Regions from separate parts of the Mus musculus genome. Here all the other regions are linked to region 1. The links are chromatin contacts, called in public HiCAR-type, HiChIP or PLAC-seq and promoter capture Hi-C maps. All regions are on one chromosome and are shown on one strand. The core of a region is the stretch at or near the end of the contact, and the rest is flanking DNA. Distances in the headings are between cores, read along the strand shown.

Evidence for each region. Promoter capture Hi-C pulls out the DNA fragments that hold promoters and counts their contacts. HiCAR-type assays count read pairs that join an accessible place to other places. HiChIP or PLAC-seq counts read pairs in DNA pulled down with a chosen protein or histone mark.
Region 2: a contact with region 1 is called in an H3K27ac HiChIP or PLAC-seq map of embryonic stem cells, with 5 times the contacts expected there. The contact joins the enhancer-like site here to the promoter of B930059L03Rik in region 1. A contact is called at or near these places in 2 of 39 promoter capture datasets (cranial neural crest and hippocampal neurons) and 4 of 115 datasets of contacts at active chromatin or transcription factors (astrocytes, embryonic stem cells, large pre-B cells and 1 more).
Region 3: a HiCAR-type map of astrocytes shows a contact between it and region 1, with 7 times the contacts expected there. The contact joins the promoter of Wdr25 here to the promoter of B930059L03Rik in region 1. A contact is called at or near these places in 2 of 39 promoter capture datasets (the C10 cell line and hippocampal neurons), 8 of 115 datasets of contacts at active chromatin or transcription factors (the NIH/3T3 cell line, astrocytes, embryonic forebrain and 5 more) and 1 of 9 other capture datasets (adipose tissue).
Region 4: a HiCAR-type map of astrocytes shows a contact between it and region 1, with 4 times the contacts expected there. The contact joins the enhancer-like site here to the promoter of B930059L03Rik in region 1. A contact is called at or near these places in 3 of 39 promoter capture datasets (the C10 cell line, cranial neural crest and hippocampal neurons) and 4 of 115 datasets of contacts at active chromatin or transcription factors (the NIH/3T3 cell line, astrocytes, embryonic forebrain and 1 more).
Region 5: a contact with region 1 is called in a promoter capture Hi-C map of pre-B cells, with 3 times the contacts expected there. The contact joins the promoter of Atp5mpl here to the promoter of B930059L03Rik in region 1. A contact is called at or near these places in 3 of 39 promoter capture datasets (liver and pre-B cells).
Region 6: a promoter capture Hi-C map of pre-B cells shows a contact between it and region 1, with 3 times the contacts expected there. The contact joins the promoter of Trmt61a here to the promoter of B930059L03Rik in region 1. A contact is called at or near these places in 4 of 39 promoter capture datasets (erythroid cells, liver and pre-B cells), 3 of 484 Hi-C or Micro-C datasets (CD4 T cells, embryonic stem cells and rod photoreceptor) and 2 of 9 other capture datasets (adipose tissue and liver).

Annotation. Positions count from the first base shown.
Region 1 is chr12:110,588,736-110,593,685 of GRCm38.p6, forward strand. B930059L03Rik (RIKEN cDNA B930059L03 gene) reads left to right here and starts at 2,639. Exons shown (of 1, transcript NR_033340.1): 1 at 2,639-3,944.
Region 2 is chr12:108,809,153-108,814,102 of GRCm38.p6, forward strand. It overlaps Yy1 (YY1 transcription factor), which reads left to right. Exons shown (of 5, transcript NM_009537.4): 3 at 3,767-3,827. Among named protein-coding and RNA genes, the nearest start is that of Yy1, 18 kb to the left of the region's middle. Within about 2 kb of position 2,194, at least 33 of the 459 cell types and tissues checked have an H3K27ac peak or open chromatin away from gene starts, as enhancers often do. A contact at or near this core is called in astrocytes and embryonic stem cells, where this site is marked.
Region 3 is chr12:108,891,705-108,896,654 of GRCm38.p6, forward strand. It overlaps Wdr25 (WD repeat domain 25), which reads left to right and starts at 2,568. Exons shown (of 7, transcript NM_177602.3): 1 at 2,568-2,609. Wars (tryptophanyl-tRNA synthetase) reads right to left here and starts at 2,470. Exons shown (of 10, transcript NM_001164314.1): 1 at 2,365-2,470.
Region 4 is chr12:108,913,450-108,918,399 of GRCm38.p6, forward strand. All of the region lies in intron 2 of Wdr25 (WD repeat domain 25), which reads left to right. Among named protein-coding and RNA genes, the nearest start is that of Wdr25, 22 kb to the left of the region's middle. Within about 2 kb of position 2,657, at least 97 of the 459 cell types and tissues checked have an H3K27ac peak or open chromatin away from gene starts, as enhancers often do. A contact at or near this core is called in astrocytes and hippocampal neurons, where this site is marked.
Region 5 is chr12:111,964,461-111,969,410 of GRCm38.p6, forward strand. Atp5mpl (ATP synthase membrane subunit 6.8PL) reads right to left here and starts at 2,549. Exons shown (of 4, transcript NM_027360.3): 1 at 2,464-2,549.
Region 6 is chr12:111,675,673-111,680,622 of GRCm38.p6, forward strand. It overlaps Trmt61a (tRNA methyltransferase 61A), which reads left to right and starts at 2,433. Exons shown (of 4, transcript NM_001099793.1): 1 at 2,433-2,489; 2 at 2,931-3,290. The coding sequence starts at 2,960.

The DNA of each region.
Region 1 (4,950 bases), core at 1,389-3,888:
AGTGTGGTCTGTAAGGTGGTCTCAAGTTGAAACTGTGTAAAGTCTCTTCCTAAGAGACAAGTTCCTCCTCTGGCTAGCACCTACTTATCATTAACTGTCAGCTTGGTACATCTCAGAGTCACTTGAGAAACGAGCGTACATTGGGCAACTGTCATTATTGGTTGTTCTGTAAATCCGTCTGTGAAGAGTTGGCCTGATTGGGAACTGAAGGTTAAAGGGACCACCGCATGGCCAGGTGGCTCTGGGTTAAAAGTGAGTTAGTTCGAGGCTGGCCTTGTCCTCAGAACAAGTTCTAGGACCTGTCCTCACCTCCCCCCGGAAAAAAAAAAAAAAAGCCTAAATAAAAACTTTAAAGCAAGTTAGTGACCCACCAAGCAGGTATCTTCTATGGCTTTCTCGCTAGGCTTCTGCTCTGATTTCCCTTCATGAAGGGATACAAGACTTAAACTCAGAACATCAGTACAATTCTTACAAGGGTTGGCCTTGAGCGGGGACATGGGGAGCTGGTCCACTGAAATAGAAGGGAAGCTTTTTAAAAATATATGATTTATTATTATTTCTGAGTATACCATAGCTGTCTTCAGACACACCAGAAGAATGCATCAGATCCCATTACAGATGGTTGTGAGACACCACGTGGTTGCTGGGAATTAAACTCAGGACCTCTGGAAAAGCAGTCACTGTTCTTAACCACTGAGCCATCTCTCCAGCCTGCAGAAGGGAGTTTGTTTGTTTTGCTGTTGTCTTTAAAGATGGTGGGAGATTTGAGCTTTCTGAGCAACTTAGTTAAAAGATGAGGTCATGAATTACAAATGAAAGCAATGGCATTCTCTCCCAGTTTCAGGAGTATGGAAGATCCCAGCCCTCCCAACAACAGTATACCACCCCCCTAAGGAAAGAGGTTTTTCTTTAAATGGTGAGTGACAAGGGCCTCATCTTCCATGGGATGCCACCTGCCACAGGTGACAGCCTGGAGTCTACAGAAAGTAGCTGCATTTCTGTTTCCTGTGACAGGCTCTCTCTACACCATGAGAAGGCATCAAACGGGATACACTGCATTAAACTACACTGCTCTGCAGAACTATGGCTGCAGGAAGCACCACTGGCTTAGGCGATGGTACTCCACCGCTTCCCAGCTGGCTGGCTGCACGTAGCTGGAGGGCAAGGAGCTGGCTGAAAGTAGACACCCATAACAGAAATTCTACCTCCACCTACATGCCAAAAGAGACATAGGCATGCCGTGTAGGTGTGAGGAATATTCCCGAGGAGGATGCAAAGCCAGCAGAGGCAGGTAAGCAGGGGCTCCCACTGGCAGTGTCGCCATCCTATGCAGATCTCAGGGCCACAAGTCAATGCTTCTGGAAGGACAGGAAAGTAACCCCAGTAGCAGGTGAGGAAGGGTGGGTCACTTCAGTTTACTGTTGGTGGCTTGCAGATTTGTAGGACCCTTAAAAATGCAACTGAAAGTTTTAAAAGGTAAGTGTTGAAAACATTTTGAGACAGTCTTACCAAAAATCCTACTACCCAGCCCCCTGAATGCTGGCATTAGAAACACGTTCCACCCTGCAGGGTGTCATGTATTTTGACTCTGCAATTCTGCTTCAAAAATTTAGCCATCAGCAAAATTCACCTAGTCTGAGCAGTAAGGCCAGCTACTCCCGGCCGCACTGTTTTCCATGCTGAAAAACAGAAACCAGGAATTATCCTCACCTGCCTGAAGTGTTGCTAGATGCAAATGTGAGCAGAGAAGTGAGAAAACCCCAGCACACGCTCTCACTCCTTAAGATTTTATTTTTTTAAATGTGTTTGTTTCTGTATGTGGATTTGTACATATGAGTGCAAGTGCCCACGGAAGCAAGAGGGTGTTCGGTCCCCTGGGGCTAGGGTTATAAATAGTCTGTCCCTAACGTGGGACTCTAAACTCGGATTGTCCGGAAGAACTGTACATGGACCTAACTGCTGAGCGGTCTCCATAAAATATGGCCAAATTGAAACTAGAAAGGTTCTGGCACTCATTCCAAATTCGAATTCATCCTCACCCCAGGACTAACTTTTCCTGCCGGCCCAACACCTTCTTCTCAAACATTCCACACTGCAGCCAAGAGGGAGCTTGCAAAAACATCCCTCCAACCAGTCACCCCAGGATAGCCCGTGAGCCCTCTACAAGCAATGTCCCTATTACCCTACTTATCGCTGTACCTTCAGTCTGGCACCGTGTGGGACACTCAAAACTGCGTCTGATGGACGCAATGTACAGATAAATGTGGGATCAGCGAGAACAGCAAGATCCAAGTGGAGAGGCAATCAAATGTGGGTACGTGTGTGTAAGGTGGACGTGCTGACATACGCCTTCCATGCCAGCACTGGAAAGGTGGAGGCAGGAGCATCAGAGTTGGGACTCAGCACGGCTACCCGGCATCCAAACCAAAGAGCAAGCGGATGGCAGCAGGTACCCCGTAGGAATGAGACAAAGCGCATGCAGAAAACGGAGAAGAGTTCAAAGTCAACAGGATATCAGCTCAGCACAGCTGCACCAGAACACGGCAGCAGGACAAGGGCGGCCCCGGGAAGGTCTCTGCCATCTCGGCAGGGCGGAGATCTCCGCAAGGCGCAGCCTCCACGGCGCACGTGACTGGATGAGTCACCGCGCCAGGAAGCCGCACGAAACCTCGGTTCGGCAGCTCGAACGCAGGCTGACTTAGGACAAGGCAGCGACGTCTAGAGGAAGCCGCAGAGGGGGCCGCGTCCCTTGGCGGGAGGGGAGTGAGGGCCGCGGACGGCCCGGACCCAAGCTTAGACGCTTGGCCCACGGCACACAGGACAGGGAGACCGACTACCTTCACCTAAACGCTGGCGCAGGGAAATGACGCAGCGCATCGACCAATCGGGAAGTGTCTGACTCTGAATCTCGCGATATTCACGGGAGGAAAATGAGCCAATCGCAATGCCCCTTCTTCCAGGCCGCGGTGATTGGCTTGAGGACTCACATGATCGTTCGAGGCCACACGTGACCGCTCCCCTGGCGACACGTGATCGACCTGCCACTCTGCAGAAGTGGCTTCTGGACAGCGGCAAACAGGCGTCCGTGGAACTGAACGGCAGGTCCTGGGTTACAGCCCCGTCACTTTCCACTTGATAGGCGGGGTTGGTGACCAGGGTCCCATGTGACCCCCGTCATGGAACCCCGAGACGCGACCGTAGCGTGGATAGGACAGGGCCAACCTGTCCCCTGTAGCAGCTCTGAGAACTGAAGTAGGTGGGAGGCTGGGGATGCCGAGAGATTAACGAAAGAAACCAGTAAGCAGGGTCAGGAAACTCGTCCCACCTAAGTGGCGTGTACCGGACACGTGGTAACGTAAAGAGGTAGAGGTGCTTGCTATGTAAATAACTATGGAGGACCAGAACTCACATAGATGAGGACTTTGAGCACCCCGTCTTTCCCACTACCACTCACTGGGTGCCTCTTTCTTTCCTTCTTTCTCTAATTTACTCATAAGACAGGGTCTCGCCTTGGCTAGCCTTATTGTCTGTCTGTCTGTCTGTCTATAAAACAGAGTCTCTTCTTGGCTGACCTGGAACTCACTGTGTAGACCCTAAACTCAAGAGATGTCCCTGCCTCTGCCCTAAGAATAAAGGCGTGCACTTCCTGGCTTGACTTCTGTCTCCCTCTCTCCTTTCTTTGTAGTAAACTGCCTGTCTCCGACTCTGTCCCTGAGTCTTACTGTTCTAGGGCTCAAAAATCTGGAAATTTGTGCTGATTCCCTCCAGGGTCATAGCCATGCCTGTTCCAAGGAAGCCCTAGCGATGTCTGTTTCCCACTGCTTCCTGCCCAAGATACTGGTAACCCTGGAAGGTAGCCCTGGTGTGGGGGTGCTGTCAGAAGCATGGACACAATTCTCTCTCTCCATGATGTTAGAATTTCCTGAATAATAAATTGGCAGTCTGCATCCCTTGTATTGATGTAATTTGTTGAGTAGTTTTGTTCTCACTCTCTTAATAAATAATAACTCTTGGGTCACACATTACACCTCACAATGCAATGTAAATTACAGAATGGCTATTCAAGGTTAGAGTTCACAGAGGCCTTCCTGGAGGCAGAGGCAGATAGCTGCTACAACATTTGCTGGTTTGGTTTGCTTGGTTTTGTTCATTTGATTTTCCAAGATAGGGTTTCTGTGTAGCTTTGGCTGTCCTGGAATTCATTCTAGACCAGGCTAGCCTCAAATCCACAGAGACCTACCTGCCTCTGCCTCCCAAGTGTTGGGGTTAAGGGACTATACCACCACCATCTGGCACAAATACAGTATTTAGGGATTAAGGAGTCCAAGTGGATAGCTGTTGGGGGCATGGAGCTCAGAACCTGAGAGATCAGGGATCTAGGCCGCAGGTGTAGTGTTCAGGTGTAAGACAGGTATAGCTTCAAGTAGATAGGTGGATTGTCAGCCGTTCACGCACGTAGGAGGTGACGGGCCGGGCTGAAGCCCTAGGTAAAGTTCAGAGGTCTCTGCTTCAGCGGGTGGTCATCACGATGTCAGGCACCCTCCTTACAGGGTCCATGTTCGGGTGTTGTGCCTCGTGGCGGCCCTCCATTGGTCAGTGCATTTGACCAGTTTGAAACCCGGTTTTTCTGCTGTTTTTATTCAGCCCATATGCTCATGTTTTCGTGTGCTTTGATAAGCCTGGAGAATGCTGGCATTTTACCTTTAGGAATAAAGTTGGTATTAGTGTGTGTCTATGGTGATGTAGGTGGAGGTTTATGGTATTATTAGGTAGTACTGGGCAGGAAGTGGTCTCTGGGTGCATGACAAGGTCAGGGTCACCCCGTCTCTGCATTTGCACTCCTCATGGAGTTAAGTCATGCTTGTGACTTGGAGTCACATTGTGAGTACTCTGGGAAGCAGCTTGTGGGTCCTGGGGAGCAACCTCAAGTTGTCTGGTTCACTTTAAGAT
Region 2 (4,950 bases), core at 944-3,443, 1.8 Mb before region 1:
CTTAGCTTATGCCTGAGAGTTCATATGTTTCTCTCTGTTCTATCCTTGGCAGTATGGGTGTGCTGGCCTAGACTTGAAGACAAGAATGTCTTAAACTGCCACCCTCTGTTTAGACTGCTTAACATAGACATAAGTTTAAAAAGAAAAAAAAGTAATGAATTTTATTTGGAAGTTCTGTCTTTAAAGCTGGAGGGTCGGATTGCTTGGTTTTCAGAAGTGCTTGTCTTGTATGCAGGAAACCCTAGGCTTACATGTAAGTCAAGTGCTGTGTGTCTATCCAGTAGTGCTCAGGAGAGGCACATAGTCAACCTTAGCTGCATAGTGTGTTTGAAGCTGGACCTGGGATACATGAGTGCTGTCTCAAAAAATAATAATAATAATATCAGGTGGTGGTGGCTCATGCCAGTAATTCCAGCTGTCAGGGGACAGAGGTTCCCTGTGAGTTTGAGGCCAGCCTGGTCTTCTGAGGGGTTTCCAGGATAGCTAGACACAGTGAAAGCCTGTCTTGACCTGACACCACCCCTGAAAACAAGGGTTCTGAGTTTTGAGGTGGGACCACAGAGGGGAGGTGGGGGTATTTTACTGAGTTGTCTGTTTTTGAAAAACTGTGTTCAGAGACTAGGGCCTGGTGAGTAATTTATGTCTCCTAATTTTAGCTAGGCAGTTCTTTATTGTATATTTCCTTAAAGCTGGACTGTGATATCCTGTAGGCTGCTGGGTGTGGTAAGTGAACAACTACCTGTAATTCCAGCACTTGAGAGGCCGAGGCAGAAGGATTGCCAGTTCAAGGCCACCCTGGGCTCCATAATGAGACCTTGATGCTGGCAGATGATAGCTGAGTGATAATGGACTGTCTCAGCAGCTGAGGTCCTACATCCTGGTTCTAAGTTTATTGTACTGGGGAGACTTGTACTTCCTAGCTTACTGCCAGAAGACTCATCTTTGCTACATCCAGGGCTCTGCTAAAACTGTTGGGAAGATGCTGCAGATGTGACTTGTGGAGTTCAGTCTTTGTGGTGGTGCTCCTTCCACATGTGACAGGATGAGTTGGAGGTAATGTCAGTTTAAGCAGCGTGTCTTTCAACATGCCCTCCAGTTTAATAAAACTGAGTAGCAAGTAGAGTAAAAAGCTGTTGAGGGTGGCTTTATGCTTGTCTTTTTCCTTTCAGTATCTTAGGGTTTTTTGGTTGAAAGATAATTTAGAATATCAGAACCTTACGGGTTGTTAAGCATAAATAATACAATTTTAAAGAATGAATTCAGTTTATTGAGTGTGGTAGGTAGTTGGCGCTTACAGTTCTTCCTTATCATGCCAGAGGCCGAGCCACACGGTTGTCAGGCTCCTGGCCAATCTGCGATACTTGGTTTGGACCCTCTCTCAAAGATCAAAGAAGCAAAAGGATGAGTTTCATTTCTAACCATATGACCAGTGATGATAGTAACTCATTGCTCAGGGGTCTGGTGTGCTGTCTTGGACTCCTTGCAGCTCTGATAAAAGAAGGGTCGTGCCTGCTTACAGAGTAAGAAACCGAGGCTGAGAAGTTAGTGATTTGCTCAAGGTCATAAAGATAGTAGAAGTCAACTCCAAGTCATATATCCATCTTGTCATTTGTCCTCATCGTGTCTGGGTCTGTAAAGTATCCCAGTCAATGAGAGAAACGCAAGCAGTGTTTCTTGATGCTGGGGTGGGGTGGGAATGACCCCTTCATTTTTCTTTTGCGTAGCTTCTGAGAGAAGAGCCAATCTTGTTATGGACAGTTGTGTCTTCCATTGATGAAGTCTTAGGTTTGCCCAAATGCCTGGTAAATTTTCGTTCTAAAATTAATACTGAATATTAGCACACAATTTCTAAAATGATAACTAGTTTGGGAGTGGCCACATAGATCTGTCACCAGCACTTAGCATATGGAAATAAGATCGCAAGTTCAGGGCTAGTATGGGGTATATGGTAAGAACCTATTTCAAAGACATCTTATTAAGACTGGAAAGAAAGCTGAGCAGTGGTGGCATATGCTTTTAATCCCAGCACTCATGAGGCAGAGAGACAGGACAGGAGGCTCTCTGAGTGCCAGGGCAGCCTGGTCTACAGAGCAAGTTCCAGGATGGCCAGGGCAATGTCACATAGAAACACTGTCTTCGGGAGGGAGGAAAAAGATTTGAAAGAAATAGAAGCATTCATGAATTGCTGCTGATTCATGCTGATCTGACCTCTAGGTGGTGCAGTAGCACCAGTTGCTTCCTGCTACTCTGAACTGAACCCCAAACTTCAAACTCACTGACATGTAAGAGACTAGTATGAATTATAAGTAGAGACAGGCTTTTGAGAACAACAGGCTCGTTAAAAACCTGTAAACAGCAGACACTTAAGTAATGCTTGCTAACTGGAATACTAGTAATCTAAAGTGTGTCTGCAGGGTTGGAATTGGGAAGAGATTGGTCATCAGGCATTGTAGAAGTTCTCCCTGTTTTTAGACATGGGAGGTTGCTAGCTTGGCAGTGTAAGGAGGATCCAGATACTCTGTCCTGGGTTTGGGTGGACAGAGTAACCTACTGAGAGATGTCATAAGTCATTTTTGGTACATTGTTGCTAAGAGGGACCATTGGCTTAGTTACAGTTTAGCCAGCAAGCTTCATGCAGGAGTGTGAGGCAGTCCAACTAGGGCTACAAAGATGTTTTTGAAATTAAATTAAATTAAATCATAGTTTTCTAGAGCACAGTTTTCTTGCTCCTTGATCATACGCAAGTTTGTAAGGAATGCTAGGAAAGAAATCTTTCAGAAAGACCAAGGTTGCTGGAGGAAGTAGAAGATAGACTGGTTCTCAGTTGACAAGCTACAACCAGAAATAAAACTAGCGGTGGTGACAAAACCCTGTCTCAAAAACAAAGTAAAATGAAACATCCTATAAAAACTGTCATCTCCCTCTAACCACCAAAACACCAGCAGGAGATGCCTTCCGCTCAGTGTCAGTGCACCTGTTTGATCCCAGCACTTGGGAAGTGGAGGCCTGCAGATCTCTTTGAGTTCAAGGACAGCCTGGTTGAAAGAGGGAGTTTAAAGGCAGCCAGGGCTACACAGAGAAACCCTGTCTTGAAAAAAACAAACAAGGCAATTCTGCCTGTCCATCAGCCAGTAGTAGTAGCCAGTGCCCGTTTGTGGTTTCCTTTGAGAGTTTTTATTACATGGGTATAAATGACTCTGTATAAAAGTATAATGTGTACTTCCAAAATTAATATTTCCCAAAGATGGTTTGTGTCTGTATGATGTGGGCCCATTTTGTATGTGTGTGGTTGTTTGTTACTGTGTTTTTTTAAGATGTTATATATTTTTGAGCAGCTGATTTTTGTTGCCTTACCCCAACAAAATAATTAATGTGCAGTTGTCAGGGCTGATGATCTTTGTGGGGTTGTTAGTTTTTATTTAACAGGGGTAAGTGGGACGAGGAGGTGTTTGAGTCATATATGATAATGGTGCTGGTGGTGCAGTTCCAAGCCATACCAGCTTTGCCAGAGGCAGCGAGCGAGGCAGGCTTTCCAAGCACCAGCACTTTTACTTAGAAGCTAGAAGAGAGCTCGCAGTTGAGCAGTCTGGGCAGCTTGGTCCTTTCTCCGTTGTAGAAGGGGAACACCAGGAGCTTAGTGTTGGTGCTACAAGGGAAAACCTCAGGGACGATTTGATTTATGCTTACTGAGTGTGACCCACTCCTACAAATCTGTCTCTTTCTCTCTCTCTCTCTCTCTTTCTCTCTCTCTTTTTTTTTCAATAAGAATGAAGCCAAGAAAAATTAAAGAAGATGATGCTCCAAGAACAATAGCTTGCCCTCATAAAGTAAGTAATGCGAGGGGAGTGTGGTTAGACCTCTGCTCAGGCTGCAGACAGGGTGTATATAAGGAGTGTGCCCTTTGAGTTCCACTTTTGTAACTGAAACAAAGTAAGCAATTAGGGCTTTGGGATTATAAACACGGTCTTCATTTTGTTTGTTAGTAAAGGACACTTAAGATATGTTAAATGGGGCTGCTATAGGGGCCAGTGTTCTTACTCCTGTATATTGACTGTACTGTGTTAGGACTATTTCTTTTTGGACCATTAACAAGTCAAGTCTTAAGACCTTGGGTTGTACTTAACCCACAAGTCTTTATGAGACTCTAAGCTTATAACTGAAACTTGGAAATTACTTTGGATATTGTTAGAATAGACTAAATAAAGACTTGGTAATTTCCCTCAGTTTTCTTTTTACTCTGTTAATTGTGCTACTAGAAGGGTGCATAACTGTTTTCAAATGCAGCTGGTTTTTTAAAGTAAAAAGGGGTGGCTCAAAAGTATTTTGAGGTGCTAAGGGTGGTGGTCAGCTTTCAGATTGAACGGGGAAAAGATGTGGATGCTGAGAAACAAGGCAGAAGAAACCAAGAATGGAATAAAGAATTTCCAAAAATAGCAGTTGCAGAGTAAATATACTTGATATAAAGGCTGTGCACCCCAGTCTCTGTACTGCTTGTAGATGCTTATGGTGTGGAGGTATGGAATGCATGTGGCTGTTATCTAAACCACAATTAGGACGCATTTGAAAACCGTTATGCCATGCGTGCCGGGGTCTCTGTGCTGCTCTGTGTAAATGGGAGCTGAAGTTAGAGGTCAAGGTGGAAAACTGGCTTTCCCCTCCCTCCCTTTTGCCTGTGAAGCTGTCTAGTGGTGACCTGTGCTGTCCTTCTGTCATGCTGTCTCACCATTTCCCCACTCACTCCATCATGGGCAACAACTGCAGAAGAAATTGTTGAGGACATGCTGCTCTCGGGCACCACACATCCATCTGCCTCCCCCGCACTGGTATCGCTTTGCCTGCCTCTTCCTTTTCCTGGTGTCTCACCAAATAAATTTCTTCTGTAGTTGCCATTCCTTGGAGACCCTCTTGCTTCTTTCTCTGTCAAGAAGGGGAAAGAGGCAAAGAGAGAAG
Region 3 (4,950 bases), core at 1,318-3,817, 1.7 Mb before region 1:
CTCATGCATGGTCACCATTTAAATCTCGTGTGTGTGTGTGTGTGTGTGTGTGTGTGTGTGTGTGTGTGTGTGTATGTGAGTGCATTAGGAAGAGAGTGAGGGAGACCAAGAGAATGAGAGGCAATTTCTTGAATGAATATTCTAGGAATGGTTGAGGCAAAGAAAACAGAGCTACCATCTTCCTGCCTTCACGCAGTTACACACTTACCTCTGGATTGTATGAAGAGCTCTCCCATCCTCTATTTTTGTTTGCTAACCTTTAGAATTCAGCTTAACTTCAGAGGTGCTTAGCTAGGAATTCTTGAACCTCTTAAAGTATATCAATATTTGCATATTCACTCGATGAATGGATATAAGAATCGCTCAGGTTTACCATCTTTATGAAGGAATCCAAGATGCCAAAAGGTTAAAGATCACTGTCTTGAGGACTTACCATATCAGCTCTAGATGGGAGGTTGTCTCTTTATTAAGGAAATGCTATCTAACCCACTACTAATACAATATGGAAGAAAGAAAGAGGTTATAACCAGGAAGTTATCTATTATCCCCTGTAACAAAAGCACTGGGATTGTAAGAAGTCAAACCGCCTATTCCAGAGCACTCACAGCAGGCCTCTGACGAGAAGCCTACAAAGGCTCCTCCACCCGTAACTCTCCTTTGCAGGCCTTTTAATCTATGGCTCATTTGGAAAAATAGCACTGTTCTAGATGACACAGTAGTCTTGTAAAGAAAGGGGGCCCATTATCTGTGAGCATATAGGAAAGAGAAGGATTTAGACCATAAGGAAACCATCACAGGGAAGACACACAGTCTCTGCAGCCTGAGGGAAGAAAGCAACACGATTTTAGGGGCAGCTTGGAAAGAAGGTGGCCTAGGAAACTTTCTAGATACCTTGGAACTGTAGTCTCAAAGAGTAGATAACAATAGTTGCAGATTGACATGATCGCAGAAGACAAAACTTGGGGATAGATGATGGTGGTCTAGTTAATGAAAGGTTATTTTCCCAACTAAAGGCATTGGAGATTGAACCCAGAGCCTGGAACATGCCAAGTTAGCCTTTTAACAGTTGAACTACAAGCCGAGCCCTATGAATACTACCTTAAAAGAGAAAGACACTAATTTACAAAGACAGACATTACAGACTCTGTTGTCACAATAAGAATGTCAACGTATTCAGACACTGACCACTTAAGGAGGCCAGATCAACCGGAGCTTTGAAGATGCTGAAGGGCAAGCTCTGAATGCAAACAGGTCACTGGGCACCCACCACATCTACTCAAAACCAGGGCATCACCTGAACCTGAGTCAACTAGATGAAATACATGCACAACATCCCAATCCAGACACACACCCTCCTCAAGTCTTCAATGCTCTCATATGAGGTAGGTGACCCAAACCAAACCACTGCAACAACAGAAAACACGCTGCTAGCCTAGCAGAGAAGGCAATACGTACCCTGGCTGTGTAGTCCAAGGGTGCTCAAGCTGGACAGCTGAACATATGAGACTGCCCAGCCAGGGTGGAGGTCTTTAATACTCTCCTCTTCCCCTTTCAGTTTCTTTGTTTGTTTCTTTTTTTTTTTCTTTTTTTTTTAGAAGAGACTATTGTTTTTCTTATCTGCTTTGCCACACCCTTTCAGTTTCACTTACTGAGGGGTTTCCTAGAAATCACTCAGGTTCCCAAAAGCATTTGAGCCATTTGCCCAGCTTTCTTCAAGAGCAAGTCCAGCCACTGGCTAGCTACTTGGGCCGTGGGAGGAGGCGGCTGAGGCCAACCAAACTCTCAAGAGCCCGGAGCTACTTGTCATTGCATTGCATCAGCTGTCCCTTTCTTCAGGTTGACCGCCATATGACCTCCCCACCCTCTTCCTTTCCCGCCCCCACAGCATCATTGCAATTGTGTGTAGTGTAGCGACAAATAGGACGGGCATATCGCTTTGTACATCACTGCCTTCCCGAAGCAGCCTTGCTCTGAAGTTGTGCACTGCAGCGGAAAGATAGGCTTTTAATGTTGGACATAGAGCTTGGTGTGCTATCATAAAACCGTGGGCAAGTAGCGTTCCTTCTCTGCTTCTCTTTAGGATTCCTCATCTGTGAAACGGGCACCAGGGGCTTTACAAACACTTCGTACAGGGCAAAGAGATCCTACAGGGCAAAGCCCAGGCGGTGGGAAACGATGACAGGCTGGGTGGGCGGCGCCGCCGCAGCCTCCCGGTCCCTCGTGGTACAGGTGCCCAGAGAACAGACAGCCCGGTTCCGAGCTGGATCCTCGGGGCGCGGCGCCGGGGCGTCAACCGAAGGCCCCGGCGCCACCTCGGCATCCCTCCCTCGCTCCCGGCGCAGTGACCACCCCCTCCTCACTTACCGGCGGCCCCCACTTCGGCCCCACCAGTCAGCACCCCCAAGTTCAGCCACCGGTACCTCTTGGGCGTCCGTGGAAACACCAGCCGGCTGGAATAACTTCCGGTCTCGGCATGCCGCTATTGGCTGTCCAGGCAGAGGAGGGCAGAGACCATCTCCGATTGGCTGAAATTGCTGGCGTCGTGGTGGAACGCGACTGGGCGGCCCGAGTGCTGGCCGGACCGTTGTAGGGGTGGACCAAGAGCTTCCGTGTGTGTGTGTGTGTGGTGAGCGGCGGGCCCGGGAGGGAGGGGGCCGGGATGTGGCGGCCGCATGCTTCTCGCTTCTTAGCGCCGGGCTCAGCTCGCCGCTTGCCTTCCTGTTCTTCCCGTTCATTCCTAGAGTGCTGTGCTCTGAACTCTTTACCCATTAGTGTTGACAGCTTGGCTAACTTACTCATCCTTCAAAACCCGTGTCTGTTTTTTGTTTCCCATCCTGTATCCATGGCCTCTGGGGCAAGATCCGTGTGAATTTCTACCCACATCAGATCTATCATAGTGCCTAACACAGAGTAGGAAACTAGGACCCGTGTGTTGAACGGGAAAATTCTGTCTTTAACTTTCCCAGTTCCCTGCCCCATCACCTTGCTGTCTGCAAATTCATCCAGATTGAGGCTTCTTGGACAGTGAGCTAAGCACACAGGACACCCTGCCCCATGTATCCGTGCTCCCTTTAGCTTTTCAGTATTCGACTTCAGTCCTCAGTCCTCTTTTTCCCCCATTTAGCCTCTTCCTCTTGGTTTCACCTCCCCCCCCCCCCCTTTCTCATGGCATTTTTTGGACTTGGGTACAAGATGGCTACCATCATCTCCTAAACGGTGTGCATCTCTCTCAGCCGTCTCCCTTCATATATGTTTTCTTGACTCACCCTTGACTCCTCTTCATTGGTATTGGTTCTGTTTTAGTCACAGTATTGTGAACACCTTAGTTCCCTCAACCTCTTCAGAGCGTCACACTGGTGTAGTCTCTCTGAGACCTGTCTCAGCTCCAGAAAAAGATGCAGTCTTGGGCCCAGCTACCCTGTATCCTTTTCCTTTTGAGTTCACAAGTCCACGACATCGTCTGGCTCACGAGTCAGGGATGTTTTTGTCTTTCTATGGCTTGGGAGTGTGATGAATGAAGGACATCATTTACTGTTTTGCCTACTGTGGCAGATGTTGAGTGAGAGAATGAAATCTATGTGTGGTGCATCTGGTGTCCAGTCCCTTGCTGTCGTTCATTTTCTATCCCCTGTGGAGCTGATGAGCCACACTGTCCTCAGATCTGCTATAGGCCTCTTTTGTGAGTCTACCCTGCAGATAACCGTGTAGCTTAAAACCCAGGCTGTGACCGAGCTCTATATAGTATGGTGGTGGGAATCAGATGGGTTTCATTTGAGGAACCAGGAGATTGGCCTCAACTCCCTGCTGAATATGTAGAGATCAAATTATTTGCAGAGCATGGGTCTATCTCTGTGTGGTTAGTCTCTAGTGGGATCTTAGTTTGGTTGGAGAGTGGAAAGCTGGTTTTAGAAGTCCTTTTTCGAAGATGTTTCTAAATGTGGACATTGTTACCTGCCTGGATTCAGCTGCTGGTAGGAATGATAGCTACAGGCATTGGATGATGAGCAGACTTGTATGGCAGTGGGATTCTTAGGGCAAATAATGCCATTAGGGGACAGATGTGGAAGGCTTTGAGTGGAATTTTGGAGCCCAGTGTGTGATCTGACATGGTGATATATACTTGTAATGCCAGCACTCTGAAGGCTGAGGCAGGAAGACTGGACTAAGACCAGCCTGGCTTACATAGTGAGTACTTGTAATGGGCTAGGGAGGTTCATCTGTTAAAGACACTTGTTTTGAAATCATGAAGACCAAAGTTTGGATCCCAGCACCCATGTAACAAGCCATTTCACACTTGCTTGTAACTCAACCTGTAAGAGGTCACAGACAGACTATGTCTCGAATAGATAGAAAGTGAAACAGCACAGGACTCCATCTTCTGGCCTCCTTGTATTTAGGAGAACAGGTTTGCACATTCGCATAGGCATGCATACACTTACACAGCAAACACACAAGCATAAAAAAAGAAGCGGGCTAGCTGGTCCATGGCCCAGGCTTGCACTTTGTCCCACTCCACCCTCTGCTGGCTGAGATATGCTCAGCATCCTTATTTTCTTTCTGTCTGTACTCACAGAATTAATACTGAGTTTTAGACCAAAGCAATTCTTACTGAGAACTAGCTGATAGAAATTTGTGAATGCTCAGAATTCCAGGAAAAACTTTTGAATGGAAATTTAGTACCCTGTGAACCTATGCATTTGGGGTGAAACAAACAGATTTGGATGCCATGTTTAGAATTGCTCTTGCCACAGTTGGGTTGACTGGTGACTTAGGACCCAACCTGGGCTTTGTACGTGCCCGGGCAGTACTCTGCAGTTGCTCTGTTTCTCTGGACACGGATTTTTTCTTTTTTTTTGTTTGTTTGTTTTTAGAGACAGGGTTTCTCTGTGTGACCCTGGCTGTCCTTGAACTCACTCTGCAGATCAGGCTGCCTCGAATTCAGAAATCCAC
Region 4 (4,950 bases), core at 1,407-3,906, 1.7 Mb before region 1:
GGCCGCTGCTTGCAGCTTGTGTGTTTATTTATTACTTATTTATAAATCATAAATCCAGAAAGGATTTGAGGAAGCTTACAATGAAAGACACGAACACAGTAAAGCTGTTAAAACAAAACACAACATTAGAGCCATCTGAAAAAAGAGGGAGCATGGTGAGCAGGGGCAGGGGCCTCTAGCTGCCTGGCTTTGTAAGTCCCTGCTCTGTGGGAGGCACAGGGGGGATGCAGGTCCTGCCATGTGAGGTAGCCAGCATGAGTGGCTCCACATGGGGGCCAGGGCCCAGAGGACAGAATGTGAGTCTCTTCCAGGAGTGGTGAGCTCTTGGAGTCAGCCTGAGGAGGGGCTGTGGAGGTCCCTGGCCACATGGCCTGGATTGTTCTTTTTTCTGTGCCTCAGTTTCTTTCTAGTACATGGTGTTAATGAGAGTCAGTTCAGGGAACTGCCAGAGGTTTGGCCTTTGGAAAGGTTTGCTGTTAATCTGACTTAAAATTCTTGTGGTCACTGTTGTACCGGGCTAATGGCTCCGGTCCTTCCCTTAGGCCCCCAAGTGCAGAGAAAGGCGATGGTGCCATGGGGTCTCTGTGTGTGCCCTTGGCTCTGTCACACTGAAGCCACCCAGAATGACTTGTTTCTTGTTGGTTAAAAACACTTACAGCACTTGGAGCAATGGGAACATACTTTTTAATTATTTCCCGGCATGTCTACAGCAATGCTGTTGTCAAGGAAACCAAAGCCTCTGAAAAGCTTTTCAACTTCCCTGTCAAAAGAGGACTCTTGTGCCACACTCATGTCTGTGGGAATGGACCTGTCCTTCTGTAGCAACATCTGTTTCTTCTGGAGGGTTGTTTCCTTTCCTCTAACACATAGAGTCTTCCTGACCTGTTCCCGGGAGTGGCAGGATAGGAAGAACTGCTTGCATTCCTAACACAGTATTTCATTCATCCTGCATCTGTTGCAAGAGTTGGGTGCTGGGACAGAGTGAGATCAGAGACGAATGCCTGGACTAGTCTTCCCTGTGAGGAAGCAGCACAGGGGGTCAGAGCGGGCAGGGAATGGTGGGGCAGGATCATGACTGTGCTGTAGGGTGGAGGATAAGATGCTTTGGGCTGTTGGGGCACTGAGGAGGTGTGATAGATGCACAGCAAGGCCGTGGCAGACCATCCCAAGCACACTGCAAAGACCTAGCAATGTGGCAGAGTGTGCTGCCCCCAGTAACCTAAGGCAATCCAAGGATGCTGGCTGGCTGGGTACCTGAGGCCCAGAGGGACCTGTGCAGCCCTGCTGAGGAGTAGGGAGGGCAAAGAGATTTCAGCACAGTCTTCCAAGTGTGTGTGCTTTCTGTGGTCTGAGCTGCAGCTCCTTGATGTGTGGAGGCATGTCACTGCTGTGTTCCAGCTCCAGAGGAAAGGGCGCTGCCAGCTCGCTCAGGGCTTAATAACTCACTCTGGCTGTGGGAGTGTGGCTCTGCTGTAATGCTGCAGCCTGCACGCCAATAAAACTTTATGGCGGTTAAGCCTGTCAGGGGTGCTGGTTTATACGAAAGAGATGAATCACTGTGAGAAAAACGGGACTCTTAGTTTCTAACGGCCCTTCTTATTCTTCTTGTAAAACTTTAAAAAATAACCCTAGATGTATAAAGCAGCACGCAGTGAGTGCCTGGTCCTTCCCCACGTTCCTCACACTGACCTCCCTCTCACACAGCTAAGAAGTTAACATCAGGCAACTCTACCACACTCAGCTAACTCTGCAGTGCACTTGCCTGCCTTTTACTTAATTTCCTGTTAACGCCCCTTTCCTGTCCCAGGGACCAGTTCAGGGCACCATGCTCCATTTAGATGGCTCTTAGAACTCGGCAGGTGATGTGTTTTGGGGTATCCGAAGAATAGGCTGGAGCTGACCACCTACTCTGAGTTTCCTGTGCTGCTCCAGCCCCACCTGGCCTACACCAGGGACAAATGTGAGGATGCCTAGCTGAGTGTAAACTCCAAGCTTTCAAGGCTGCTGCTTCGTGAGCTCGTGAGCAGGAGAGGGCCTGCTCCACAGGGAGGCCAACAGAGTTCATGTGCCAAGTGCCTTGTGCTCAAGGGTGCTGCCTCCCACTGCATGTTCCTGCTCTTCCTCCTCTTCCTCCTCCTCCTCCTCTTCCTCTTCTTCCTCCTCCTCTTCCTCTCCTTCCTCCTCCTCCTCCTCCTTTTCTTCTTCCTCTTCCTCTTCCTCCTCTTCCTCTTCCTCCTCCTCCTCTACCTCTTCCTCCTCTTCGCCCCCTCCCTCTCCTCCTCCTTTTTCCATCTAGGCCTGACCCGGCCAGCCTTTCGTGCTGACATTGTTGAGAGTTTGTGTTTAGGCAATTCCAGCACTTTGGCATTTTCAGTTTTCCCGTGGTTTATCGGATAATTGAGTGTATCTTGAGGCAGCAACTGAGAGTTGAAATGTGTTGCCTTTAATGAGTGAAACAAGCTCTCCTTGCATACAGATAGCTGCACACTTGTGGGCGCTCCCATCTCCAGCCCTGCTCCTCCCTGTCTCTTCCCTCCATCCTCTCATGTCTTGATTTTACTTTCCCCTTCTGCTTGCCCCTAGTCCTCCATCAACTGTGTCCGCCTCCGCTTGCCTTTCCTCCTTTCCCCACTCCCTCTCCAATTCCCTTCTTGCATTCCTTTCCCAGCAACAGGCCAGTGAAGCTGTTGCCACGGTAACAGAAGCCTAGCAGAGGCTCTGCTCTGCTCTCCCTATGCGGCTAACAGGATGACGCAGATTGCAGATAGTGTTGATTTCTAGAACCATCTGAGCTCTGGCCTGTGGCCTCTGGAGGCCCTTCATCTTCCAAGGGCCATACCAGCACCATAGCTTGTGGTTCTATTCAGCTGATGGTCAATTTTTTTATTTGGAAACTTCAAAATCTGCTTTCCTGCCACTTCAAAATACTGGTTGCATGTGTGGAAGTGTCCCCCAAACCCACCTACATGGAGATAGATGGCAGCGGGAGGGAGGACTGTAGGAACAAGTCACATGCAATCTTTGCTGAGTTGCTGGGATGAATGAATGATTGTTTTAGGATAGGGACTTCAGGTCTAGTTGGATTTTTAAAACTCCAGTGCTTAGTCTCCTCCAGCAGGTGTTTGAGAAGAGCTTGCTGGTTCTAAGACCTGGGTCAGGACTGTGCAGAGCCCAGTGCCACCTCAAGGGATCCGTTAAGGAGCAGGGCTGGTGTGTGGACACAGGGCTGTGCTGACATTACACGGATGCTTGTTTGTCACAGTGGTCCAGTGGGTCCAGCTGGTGCCCATTCTGCTTTCGCATTAACTAGGCTCTGTGGTCCCCTCAGAGGGACCACAGAGCACTTGGCTTCTGGGCCGCCATGGAGCTGGTTGACAGTGGTGGCAGCCGCACTCCATCTGGGTTTGACTCAGGCCCAGCTTGTTGGCATTAGTGAGGATTTGGAGTCCCGCCATTCAGCCAGCACCAGCTAATAGCCCAGCAGGGAAGAGTTAGTCCGTGGATTATATTTAAGTTAGTCCTTATTCCCAAAGGTAACTTTGTTTAATAAAAACCTTAAGCCCCTATTACTGTGCTTATGGGTATCCTGGCTCCAGGGTGTACAAACACGACTTACAAAATTCAAATATTATTTGTGGCGGTGCACAAACATGTTCATTAATAGAGGGTGTGCTAAAAGCACAGGCGAGTTCCGTCTGTGCCTGAATGGTCTTTCTGCACTTGGGTCTTTTTATTTTCATAATCACTTGGAGCTTATTTAAATACCGCCCTTTCAGTAGTGAATTTTCAAGGGAGGACGCTATGTTATGTGAATAACTTCATGGCTACCCACAGTATTTCCAGTCAGTTGCTGTGACTTAAATTGATAATGGACCCCACACAGCAGTTGCTAATGGGGGATAATCTGGGAGTGTTTTGTTATTGTTTTTATTTTAGAAGAAAGGTTTGAAATTAGCATAGTAAATCTCTGTGGGATCTTTGCAAATAAAAGAATATCCACGTTAAAAACAACTTTCAGGAAAGATGTATGGTAATGAATAAAACATCAGTGAGTGAAAATAAGCGTGTTTAATTATTCAAGTAGAAGTAGTAATTTAAACTAATTATTGCTTGCGGATTTCATAATTCAGTTTTTGTCTCGCAATAATATTTCCTCTGGGCCTCTGGGGCGCGTCAGTGGCTGCCCCCGCTCCATTCCTGGGGCAGAGAGGCCTCCTGCCTCCCTGGAGACTCAGCGAGAGAGTGTGGGGTTGCTCAGGTCCCTGTTTCTGCCCTGCTCCTTCTGCCTTTGGTCCACAGCAGTCCCCTGTGCACTGTCTAATTAAGCACTTCCTTATTAATCACCTCTGGTTGGCTCAGGGACTCAGAGCAGCCTGTACATTGATTTCCAAGTGGGGGCTGGCATCTCCCCTCAGCCCCTCAGGGTCGTAGGCTTCCGTGGCATGCATGACCCCTTCTGCCTATCCCCCCCCACCCCAACCCCATACACACTGGGTAGTTTCCTGCTCTTTATGGCTGCCTCAACTTGCCTCTCTTCTTGGAAGCATCTGCTAATCCTCCATGGGAGTCCATCCCCTCCGATAGCTTTATGCTATCAGATTGTGGTCTTTTGTTTGTTTACATTTTTCATATTGGGCTTTTTTTTTTCCCTTTCTTACTTTGCTTCTGTTACTGGGGGAAACATGATCACCTAGAGGAATGGAAAAGTACTGGAGGAAACAGGAAGCAGGCTGCTCCATCATTACCTGCAGCTTGCAGTCATGGGCTGCTCTAGCAGCCTTGGGGGTGCTCTCTCTAGTTCAGCTTTTCTTGCCTCCCCAGGCTCTGGGGCTTGCGTGTCTGTTAGGAGGGCCTGGGTCTCTCTCCTCTGCACACTTCTGAGGTGCCCCTGGGATTAGTTGGTGCTGATGACAGAGGAGTAAGTGCTGAAAGGACTCTTGCTCAATCGCG
Region 5 (4,950 bases), core at 1,299-3,798, 1.4 Mb after region 1:
TTAATCTTGAATTTAGGGATATGTCTTCTGGGGGTGGAGATGGCTCAACAAGTCCATGTCCCAGAATCCACAAGGTGGTTTGCCACCATTTGTAATATAACTCCAGTTCCAGCGAGTCTTTTGACCTCCTGGGCATCAGAGAATATAGGGTGCATATTCATACTGTTTGGCATATTTCTATACTGCGTCCCAAAGCATCAATGATCCAAACAAGACTAGATCACACCAAATCTGGCCCACATTGCTGATTACTTCAGGAACCAATCTGCCTCTATGGCCGTGCTTCCTGCTCTTTCCTATGGGAATGAACCTAAGTGGAAGAAAGGTCTGAAGGTTAGCTCGTCCAGTGAGAGTTAGCCTGTAGAGTGGTGCTATCATCTTACCATAGATGGTCATCTGTCCTTAATTCCTCCCTATTATGTGCACCTGAATGTTCTAGTTGGATTGTTCTGCTTCAGAGCATTAGAAGGCAGCCTCTGGAAAGCGTGAAGGAACCCAAGTCACTGAGTAGGTGGAGTGGAATCTTTGTGGCACAGGCAAGGACTGAGAGAGTACTGTAGGGGACCAATGGGTTAGAACCCTTGGGATCCAGCTCTGTTCTTGACTTTAGGAATTCTCTAAACCTCCTTTGTCAGATCTCTTCATCAATCATGGACCTCCTACTTGCTCGACAGACTCTTAAAAAATAAAGGACCCTAGCTGGGAGGTGGCAGCACAAGCCTTTAATCCCAGCCAACCAGCACTCTGTAAGTTCAAAGCCAGCCTGGTCTACATGATAGCCAGGGCTACATAGATAGCCAGGGCTACACAGCAAGAACCTGTCTCAAAAGACAAAAACAAAGATATCCCCCACCCCGTCCCCAAACAACAATGAATGGATCCAGAATGGCACGTGGTGCACAGTGAGCACTCAGGAAATGATCAAATCAATAGCAAGGAATTGCTACAAAAACCCAATAGAAAGCAGCAAGTCCCAGGCCACTGGGATTCTAAGAAAGTACTTAAAGAGGTTTCATCTCATAGGCTGTGCAGAAGTGTTGAGCTGTATCAAGACTGGTATGATATCAGCGATTGACTTTAATCCTAGCATTTGGAAGGTAGAGGCAGGGGGATCTTTCTCAATTCAAGGCCAGCCTGGTTTATCTACAAACGGAGTTCCAGGATGGTCAGGGCACAGAGAAAACTTGTCTTGACCTCCCACACCCTGAAAAAGAATGTGGTGTCACAGGAGGGTCTGGAAGGAAAAGGTAAACAGAGGATGTGGAGGGACTTCAGTGGTCTTGGTGTTCTCCTCAGCATCGAGGCATCCTGGCACTGTGTCCTTATTCTAAACTGCCATGAGTCCCGACACAGTGAAGGCCTGCTATCCAGTACATTTACACCCCACCCCCACCCCTTTGTCTCTTGCTCCTGGACTTCCATTTTGGTCAGTTTGGTTGTATTTGACTACACAAGTGACATGTTCCCTGTACTCAGTGTGGCCTCTACTCTTCCCACCTAAGTTTCTCTGGCTAACCATATTTCCCAGTTGTTAGTTTTACAATACCAGATTCAATAAAAGATCATCCTACTCGAAGGTCAAATGGCTGTCTACTGAGACTGCCTATGCCTGCAGAGTTTGTGAAAGTGACAGTAACAGCAAGCTATTACCTGGCAGCACACTGTAAAGAGGGGAACATGTCTGAGGTTTATAATGTGGTTTCATACATTTTCAAACATCGGCCTTGCCAAAACCTAACTTGGAAGAAACCTGTGGAATAATGGAAAGAAGGCACTGGCTTTGAAGTGATGTTTCTTGGCACGGATTTTTAGCTGCATCCCTCCCTGAGTAACTTGAGTAGGTAACAAGATGCTCACAGTTGATGGTGGCATGCCCCTTTGCCAGAGCCTATAGTTACACAGGTTCATCCAAGTGTCAGCACAAGGACACAGTCCATGCTGAGTGGACCTCCACTAGAATCTAGCTCCTGGACAACTTCTGTGAGGATGATACTAGGGCCCCTGGCCCTCCAAGTCTTGAGGAGTAATCCCTCTTTCGCATAGAAATTGATGTCTGAGCAAAGTCTTATCTGTCCAAGGGACTGACAACCACCCCTCCCCTCATACAATCAGGAAGACTAACTCCAGAAACACCTTCGCAGTGTGGAGGACTGAACGCCGTGCACATCCCTGCCCTCGGCGTGATGGAGTCCCGGACACTCTTGGGGGACTCTTGGGGATCTGGAGGACTGACCCCGGACACCCCCGCAGTCTGGATGACTCAGCCGGGCACTCTCTCCGTCACAGTCGCGGGGAACCCGGTGGACCCTCCCTGTAGTAGGCGGCGCAGGGGCTGACCCAAGGTCAGCGTGTATCGCAGAGTCCTTCGCCCGCGATCTACCTGGGCCCCACCGCACCCGGTCCCGGACCCTCCTTAGTCCCCCGGGTTGGGAACACAGCAAAAAGCCCAGGTTCCGCTCTTACCTCCGCGGGACCAAGACCACAGGCAACACCAAATTCTGCTACAGAATGGGAAAGGTCACAGAGCACGCAGGCGCCGCGCAGGGCCTGCTGGGAAAGCGGAAGGAGCGGAGACACCAGACGCCGGCTGCCCGGCCTTCCGCGCCTGCGCACCACAGCGCCCCCAGTGGTCGCCCGGGTGTTACAAGCTTCGGAAGGGATTAGTCCAAACCAGGAGGAGCTGGGAGAAGCCTACTGTGTTTCTAGGTGTCATAAAACTGACCAGATTTCCCAGGGTTTGTGGGTTTCCAGGAACAGAGGACTTTCAGTGCTGAAACCAGGACAGTAGATAATCCGGACAAATTGTCCTTAAGTAAATAAGTAAATAAAGCCCCTTTTACATGGTTTATGGCTTTAATCCTAGCCCTCAGGAGGCAGAAGCAGCAGGATAAATGTGACTTTCAGGCCAGCCTGAAAACCTAAACCAAAATTCGCGTGTGTTGGTGCATACCTTTAGTCCCAGCACTCAGGAGGCAGAGGCAGGAAGATCGCTGAGAGTTCAAGCCTAGTCTATTTTTTTTAGTGAGTTCCAGGACAGCCAGAGCTACACAGTGAGAACCTGTCTAAAAAAAAAGAAAAAACAAAAACAAAAACAACCAATCAGACCAAAGGCCAGACATAGTGGCTCGGGTCTTTCATCCCAGCGTTTAAGGGGCAGAGGCACAGGGTGGAGGGTGGAGCGTGGGGCTGTGGGTCTATTGAGTTTGATAGCCTGGGCTACTTAGTGAGACTCTCACACTCCCTCCTCCTCCCCTCTCCCCTCCAACAAACAATAAGAGCAAAGGAAATAAAGCAACAGTGACAAGGGGAAACCCTCTTTACTTGAATTTTTTTTTTTTTTGAGATAGGTCTTTCTGTAACTTGTTATGTAGCCCAGGCTGGCCTCACACTCAGGGATTTGCCTGCCTCTGCCTCCTGTCTTCTTGGATTAAAGGCCTGCACCACTATGCCAGGCTTTTGGCATTTCTTGCCATTTCCCCCTGTATTGCTACAAAAATTTTTGCTCTAATATTTGATTAAGCAGCCATGCTGTGCATAGTAATTATCATTAAAATTGTTGTAAAGCGTTGCAGAGACTTCTGCAGGAACGCTAGGGACTGGACCTAAGGTTTTATGTTTTAAATAAGCATGCTAGCTGGGTGTGTCGTGATATAATCCTAGCACTTGGACAGTAGAGGAAGATGATTAGGGTTTTAAGAGCATCCTGAAACCCTGGTTTGGTTTTTAGAAAACAAAACCAAAACAAATGAACAAAAATTGTTATTGCTTTTTTTTTTAGTTTTTTTTTAAGTTTTTTTTTTTATGTGTATGAGTGTTTTGCTCACATCTATGTCTGTGTACCAAGTATGTGCCTGTTCGCTCTCAGAAGTTAGAAGGCATTGGATACCCTGTAACCAGCATTATGGATGTTTGTGTTCTATCACACTGGTGCTGGGATTTGAACCTGGGTCCTTTGGAAGAGCAACAAATGCCCTGAGTCACTAAGGCATCTCTTCAGCCTCAGACTTCTGTTTAAGAAATGACTGACATCTGAACAGAAACTGAACAAAAGAAAGCCACCTATTGGGTTAAAACAAATTAGGCATGTATAGCCATTACCCAAGCAGAACACAGAAGAGCTAGTCAGGAACCCAGACAAGCAAGGGAAGACAAAGGTGTCGCACACACAGAAGGAGCCCAGTCCCCTCGGCCCAGAGCAGCTAGCGCTTTCCTCCTCCCTCCTTTTCTCTTTACTTTTTTTTCCCTTAACAAATATTATTACGTGGATGAGAGTGGGGAACAATCCCCAGTGCCATGGGGCCCATGTGGAGGTCCGGGGAGCGAAGCTGTCAGGCATCTTTACCCACTGAACTGTCTTGATAACACCACTTTATTGCTTTAGTTTAAAATCACTATTATTTTATGCATACGTGTTTTGCCTGTGTCTAAGTATGGCTTCAAACTCATGACAATTCTCCTGCCTCAGTCTCTAGTGCTAGAATTACAAGAGTGGGCCACTTTATCCAGCTTTTTCCTCTCATGGTGCTGAAACCATAGGTGGGTACCTAGAACAAGATATAAACTCTACAACTGAGCTTTACCCTCCATCATACAGCTAACTGGGTCTAAGAAATCAATGAGGAATAGGGTAGAAATATTTGAAGAGCTAATAGCTGACTGAGAATTTTGTAAAAGGAATATTAAAAAAAAACAAAAACAAAAACAAAAAGGCTCCAAAACATCTTAGTGGAATCAAGCAGACAGAGAAATGAAAGTCTGGAAGTCACGTGACAAAACTAGAGCTGAGGGCTGGGGCTGCAGATCAGTGGAAGGGCGCTTGCTTAGCGTGTGTGAGGGTCCTGGGTTCCAGACCCAGCACTGCCAAACAACAAAACCCTAACACCTAATGATGATGTTAAATGACTGTTCCTCAGGATTCTCCTTATAGGAAAATTAGCATTTAGTAAAGGT
Region 6 (4,950 bases), core at 1,183-3,682, 1.1 Mb after region 1:
AGGGGCCTTTATAGCCTCCAGATGACAGTATCAATGTGAGGCCCCCACTGGGGTGTTGCTTGGAAGTCCTGATAGCCCCCAGAGCAAGGAAGCAAGATGAGGGTCTTCCAACCTAGCTGTGTTCCTGACTGTGGGCCTGCTGCTCTCCTCGGGAGTCGGTAGTTGGTCTGGCAGCTCCCAGGCGAGAAGCTAGATGACATCACCCCCCAGATTTATGGTCCCATTTCCTTCAAAATCACACCAAGTCATACATTAACCACAAAGAAGGAAGGGGTATCAAAGGAGTCTTTGATAATCATAGACTGAGTTTTTTAATCATAGAGCAGGGTCCAGTCCAGCAGGGCAAATGGAGAACAGATAGGGCCATGGGCTCCAGGTTCGCCAGAGGCTAGCCACAGTCTGTGGCCAAGGTGTATCTCTTCCTCTCTGCTCCCTTGCTCATGGAGGGCAAAGGGGAAGTTGACAGGGGTCAGAAGAGAGGTGAGGGCTGCAGACAGTGCAGCAGGAGGCTGTGCCAGTCAAAGGGGGACTCTTGGCAACTTAGGCCCTGCCAGAGGTGCAGGTGGAGCAGCCTCCCCCAAAGACATCTTCAGCTTCTTTTCCTCTGGGGCTGGCTGCCCCTGTTCTTGCCCAAGAGCGCTATCAGTTCTCTGACTCTAGGCTTTGAACTGGAATCCCTCAGGCCAGGGTGGAGCACACCTTTAAGCACAGTATTTGTTAGGCAGAGCAGGCAGATCTCTTGGGTCTGAGACCAGCCTGATCTACATAGTGAGTTCCAGGCAGCCAAGGCTATATAGGGAGGCTGTCTGAAAGACAAAATATAGCCCTGCATGAACCATGTTGTCGGTATGATGTTACACAAATTAGCTTTCTGTTCCCCATCTGTAAAGTGGTCATAAAATTGTAAGGAAGAGGATTCAATGACATGAGAGTGAACTGGCCACATGAAGCATCTGTTCTTATTAGAACTCAGTGCATAAACTGCGCTGGGAAATCTCCCCACCCTCACCTCACCAGCTAGGGTCTTAAGCTGCTGGTTCTGCTTGAAGACTCCAGGCTGAGGCTGGGCATAACAGATGACTAGTTCTGAGAAGATGGACTGTAGAAGAGGTACACAGGAAGAACTGAGAAGCCAGCAGTGGGCAAGTGGAACCAAGCCCCCCCCCCCCCCCCCGTTGAACTCATAGGTTGGGTGGGGATGTAATCAGGCCTGGTCTCCATGCCACCGAGAAGCTGAGGAAGAGGAACCTCCCAGGAGAAGTGAAAAGTCTAACTCTCCAGAGGGGCAATTAGGATGTGTATTGGGCTGTGCACCACCAAGGGAATGAAGTACCCTGTTAGAACAGGGGTTGTGGGGGCAGGGAGGATGGGATAAGGAGTTTCTGAAGGGAAGTCCTGGAAAGGGGAAAACATTTGAAATGTAAATAAATTATTCAATAAAGACGAAAAAAAGAAAGAAAAGGGTTGTGGGGCTGTGGATATGGCTGGGATGTCTCAGCTGAAGACATGGGCGACCAAGAAAAACCCTCACTGTCTGTCCTTCCAGGGCTATCATACTAAGGTCAATCAGGGCAGAAATTTGAGGAGGTCTGAAGTCAGGCACCTGAGTTTCTAGGGCAAGGACATCACAGGTTGGCCTAGCCTGGCCCCAGAGGATCCCTATAGGCTGGCGGGATTCTAGAAAAGGCAGGCTGGGTCAAAGTCTCTTCATGGAGAGTGCAGCCTTAAGCTGGTCACTGCTGCTGGTTCTGCATAGCTAACGTTTCCTTCTCTTCTTTTCTACCAGCTGAGGTGTGCAGGAAGGCTCTCCACTCTCTCTGCCCCATGCCTGCCTACTCCCCTCTCCACTGCACACCCGGAGGAAGAATCTTCCTTCACTTCATAGGCTCTCAAGATGCCAGGGATCCTGGAAAGGGACGCTTTGTGCCCTCCCCCTCAGGCAGGACCTGGCCTAGGGCCACTTTTGCAGAATACTCCAGACTAACTCTACTCCTTTTACTCGGCCCAGCCCTAGCCAAAGTCTTTGAGCTAACCCTCATCCCTTTGCCTGCGTTTCCACTTTATGGCATTTATTCTGGAGCCCAGACAGGGTGTTTCAGAGCTGTTTGCAATGACAAAAATGTCCTGGTGGGCCATAGTAGGGAGGTCCTGGGGTTACATAGTTGTCAAAGTGCTCTTTAGGGTCATGCGTATCCCGCGGGCAGACACTTCGTGCACCGGGCAGCCCTAAAAGGCCGCGCGCGGACAGGCCGCGGGCGAGCAGGGGACTTTTATTTCGCACAGCGCTCGGATCTCTTAGGCAACGTGCAAGCCTGCACAGAAGAACACAGCCGAAGAGACGCCAGCCAGAAAAGGTCCTCTGGGAGCACGCAAAGGACAGCGCGGCGACTCCCAGAGAGCCCTGCGTTGGTTTGACGTCATCAAAAAGCACCGGAAGTGCTACGGCCGCCGTGGAGCCACGTGTGGAGCCGGGAGCCGGTTTATGCTGCGTGAGTTTCCGAGCTGGGAGCGGCGCTCCGGGCTTGCTGGCAGGTCCCGTGCTGTTCGGCGGGAGGCCAGCCTTCCCTGCCGTCGGGAGCCCTCCGTGGAGACTCTGGGCAAGGGGCTACGGGGATTCCGGGCTCGGAGGTGGCTTCTCTCCCCTGCTGTGCACGCTATCAGAGGCTGCCGCCTTCACACTAGGGGATTCTGGTTCTTCATGTGTGGGAATCCTTGGGCTCCTGTCGCTGTGCACTCTCTTGTGTACTCCGAGAATAGAGACCTCCAGAAGGGCTCCATATGTTAGGCTAGAGTGCAGCTCTGTTGGGTTGGCTAAGCAAGTCCGCTAACCCTGCTCAGAACCCAGGCCCCACAGACCTCTCTGTCCAGACCACAGATCTTCATCCTGCCTCCTGGTCCTCTGACCTCACGTCCACACACCACTTCTCCAGGTCCCTGACCCTTGGCAAACGTTAACACCATGAGTTTCGTGGCATACGAGGAGCTGATCAAGGAAGGCGACACAGCCATCCTGTCACTGGGGCACGGCTCGATGGTAGCAGTGCGTGTGCAGCGTGGGGCACAGACCCAGACCCGGCATGGCGTCCTGAGGCACTCGGTGGACCTCATTGGCCGCCCATTTGGCTCCAAGGTGATTTGCAGCAGAGGCGGCTGGGTGTATGTGCTGCACCCCACTCCTGAGCTCTGGACAGTGAACCTGCCCCACCGCACGCAGATCCTCTACTCCACCGACATTGCCTTGATCACCATGATGCTGGAGCTGCGTCCCGGTTCTGTGGTCTGTGAATCAGGTGAGCTCCTCTGGTATGAGCTCAGATAAGACGGTTTGCAGCCGATCCTTCCTGCAGTTGTGCGCTGAACTACTTGGTTCTTCTAGCTTTTATTTAGCAACTCCGCTTGCAAGGGAGGGTGTGGCTGCAGGGAGTGAAGCCAGAAGCAGTACTAGCTGCTGTCATCGAAATGGCAGCTGATGGGAGCTAACCTGGGTTGGAGAAGAAAGAGGAGGAGGTGCCCTATGAGGTCGGAGCTGGGATTGCTTGATGCTGGCCAAGGTGCTGACTGCTTTTTTTCTAGGCCAGCTGCCCCTTCCTGGAGGGAGGCTGGATACTCCAGAGCTCATTGCAGAGAGAAGTCTGTCCCACACTTACAGCCAGGCCCTTCCCTAGTTCCATCGAAGATTAGCACTGTCACTGATACGAGGCCAGGTGGTAGCTAGAAGGGTCTGAGCTAGCTGTCTCTCACATGCCCACCCTTAGGTACTGAGGCCACTGGATGCAGCAATCTAGGCATACACCTCTGCCAAGAATGACCCCGGGGATCAGATGGCTAGATCCTTGGTGGTGTGTTTCTTGTGGGCTAAGAGGCTGAGGTCCAGAGTCACAAGAGTTCCCATTCTCCCGGTTGTTGCTGGCTTTCTATTCTTTCCCTCTGAAGCGAGAGAGCGGATAGCAGGTCAGCTCTGACAGCTCTCCTTTTGTACCTTGCATTAGGGGATATGCTATCCTGTCTCAGGCCTTTGCCCTGTTTCGGGCAACACAATCCTGTGCTCCCATGTGGTACCCGGTCCCTTCTCCGCCCTCTGAAAGACAGGACAGGCAGGAGGTTGGAACCAGTGCTTTGGTGAGGAACCTTGCTGGAAGTGGTCACCAAGCCTGGGTACTTGGAGCTGTGGAGGGAGCAGCTATAAGGATGAGTAGAAGAAGCCAGGCAGTGGTGGTGCAAACCTTTAATCCCAGCACTTGAGAGGCAGAGACAGGCGGATTTCCTGGTCTACAGAGTGAGTTCCAGGACAGCCAGGGCTACACAGAGAGACCCTGTCTCGAAAAACCAAAAAAAAAAAAAAAAAAAAAAAGAAAAGAAAAGAAAAAAAGAAGAAGGATGAGTGGTGACAGAGCTAGCCCTGGTCCTGGAGTCCATGACGTCAGGTGAGGAGGGGTAGCCCTCCCTCTAAGGAAGAGCTGAGCTGAGGTTTGCTTTTTTTCTTTTTCAAGTCAGGGTTTGTCTGTGTAGCCCTGGCTGTCCTGGAACTCACTCTGTAGATCAGGCTGGCCTCGAACTCAGAGATCCACCTGCCTTTACCTCACCTCCCAAGTGCTGGGATTAAAGGCGTGCGCCACCCCTGCCTGGAAAGTCTGTTTTTGACAGACTGATGACATTGTGAGAAGGGTGGTGCAGTTGGCTTTCTATTATGGAGATGGATTTAGCAGAGCTGGTGTTGTGGAGAGGATTGAGTCAAGGAGCTAATGGGGGAAGTAAGATAGACAACTGAGGCAAGACCCATGGGCTCACTGCAGTGTAGACGGGATTAGGTCCCAGGATAGTGTAGGCCCAGCATTAGCTCTGCCCAGACTCACCCTCCACCCCCATGTCTGCCCCACTGAGTCTGTGCTTCCCGTTTGTTCTGTGTGTGCTGAGTAGGGCTGCCCTGTCCTTGCCTGTGCCAGTACTACA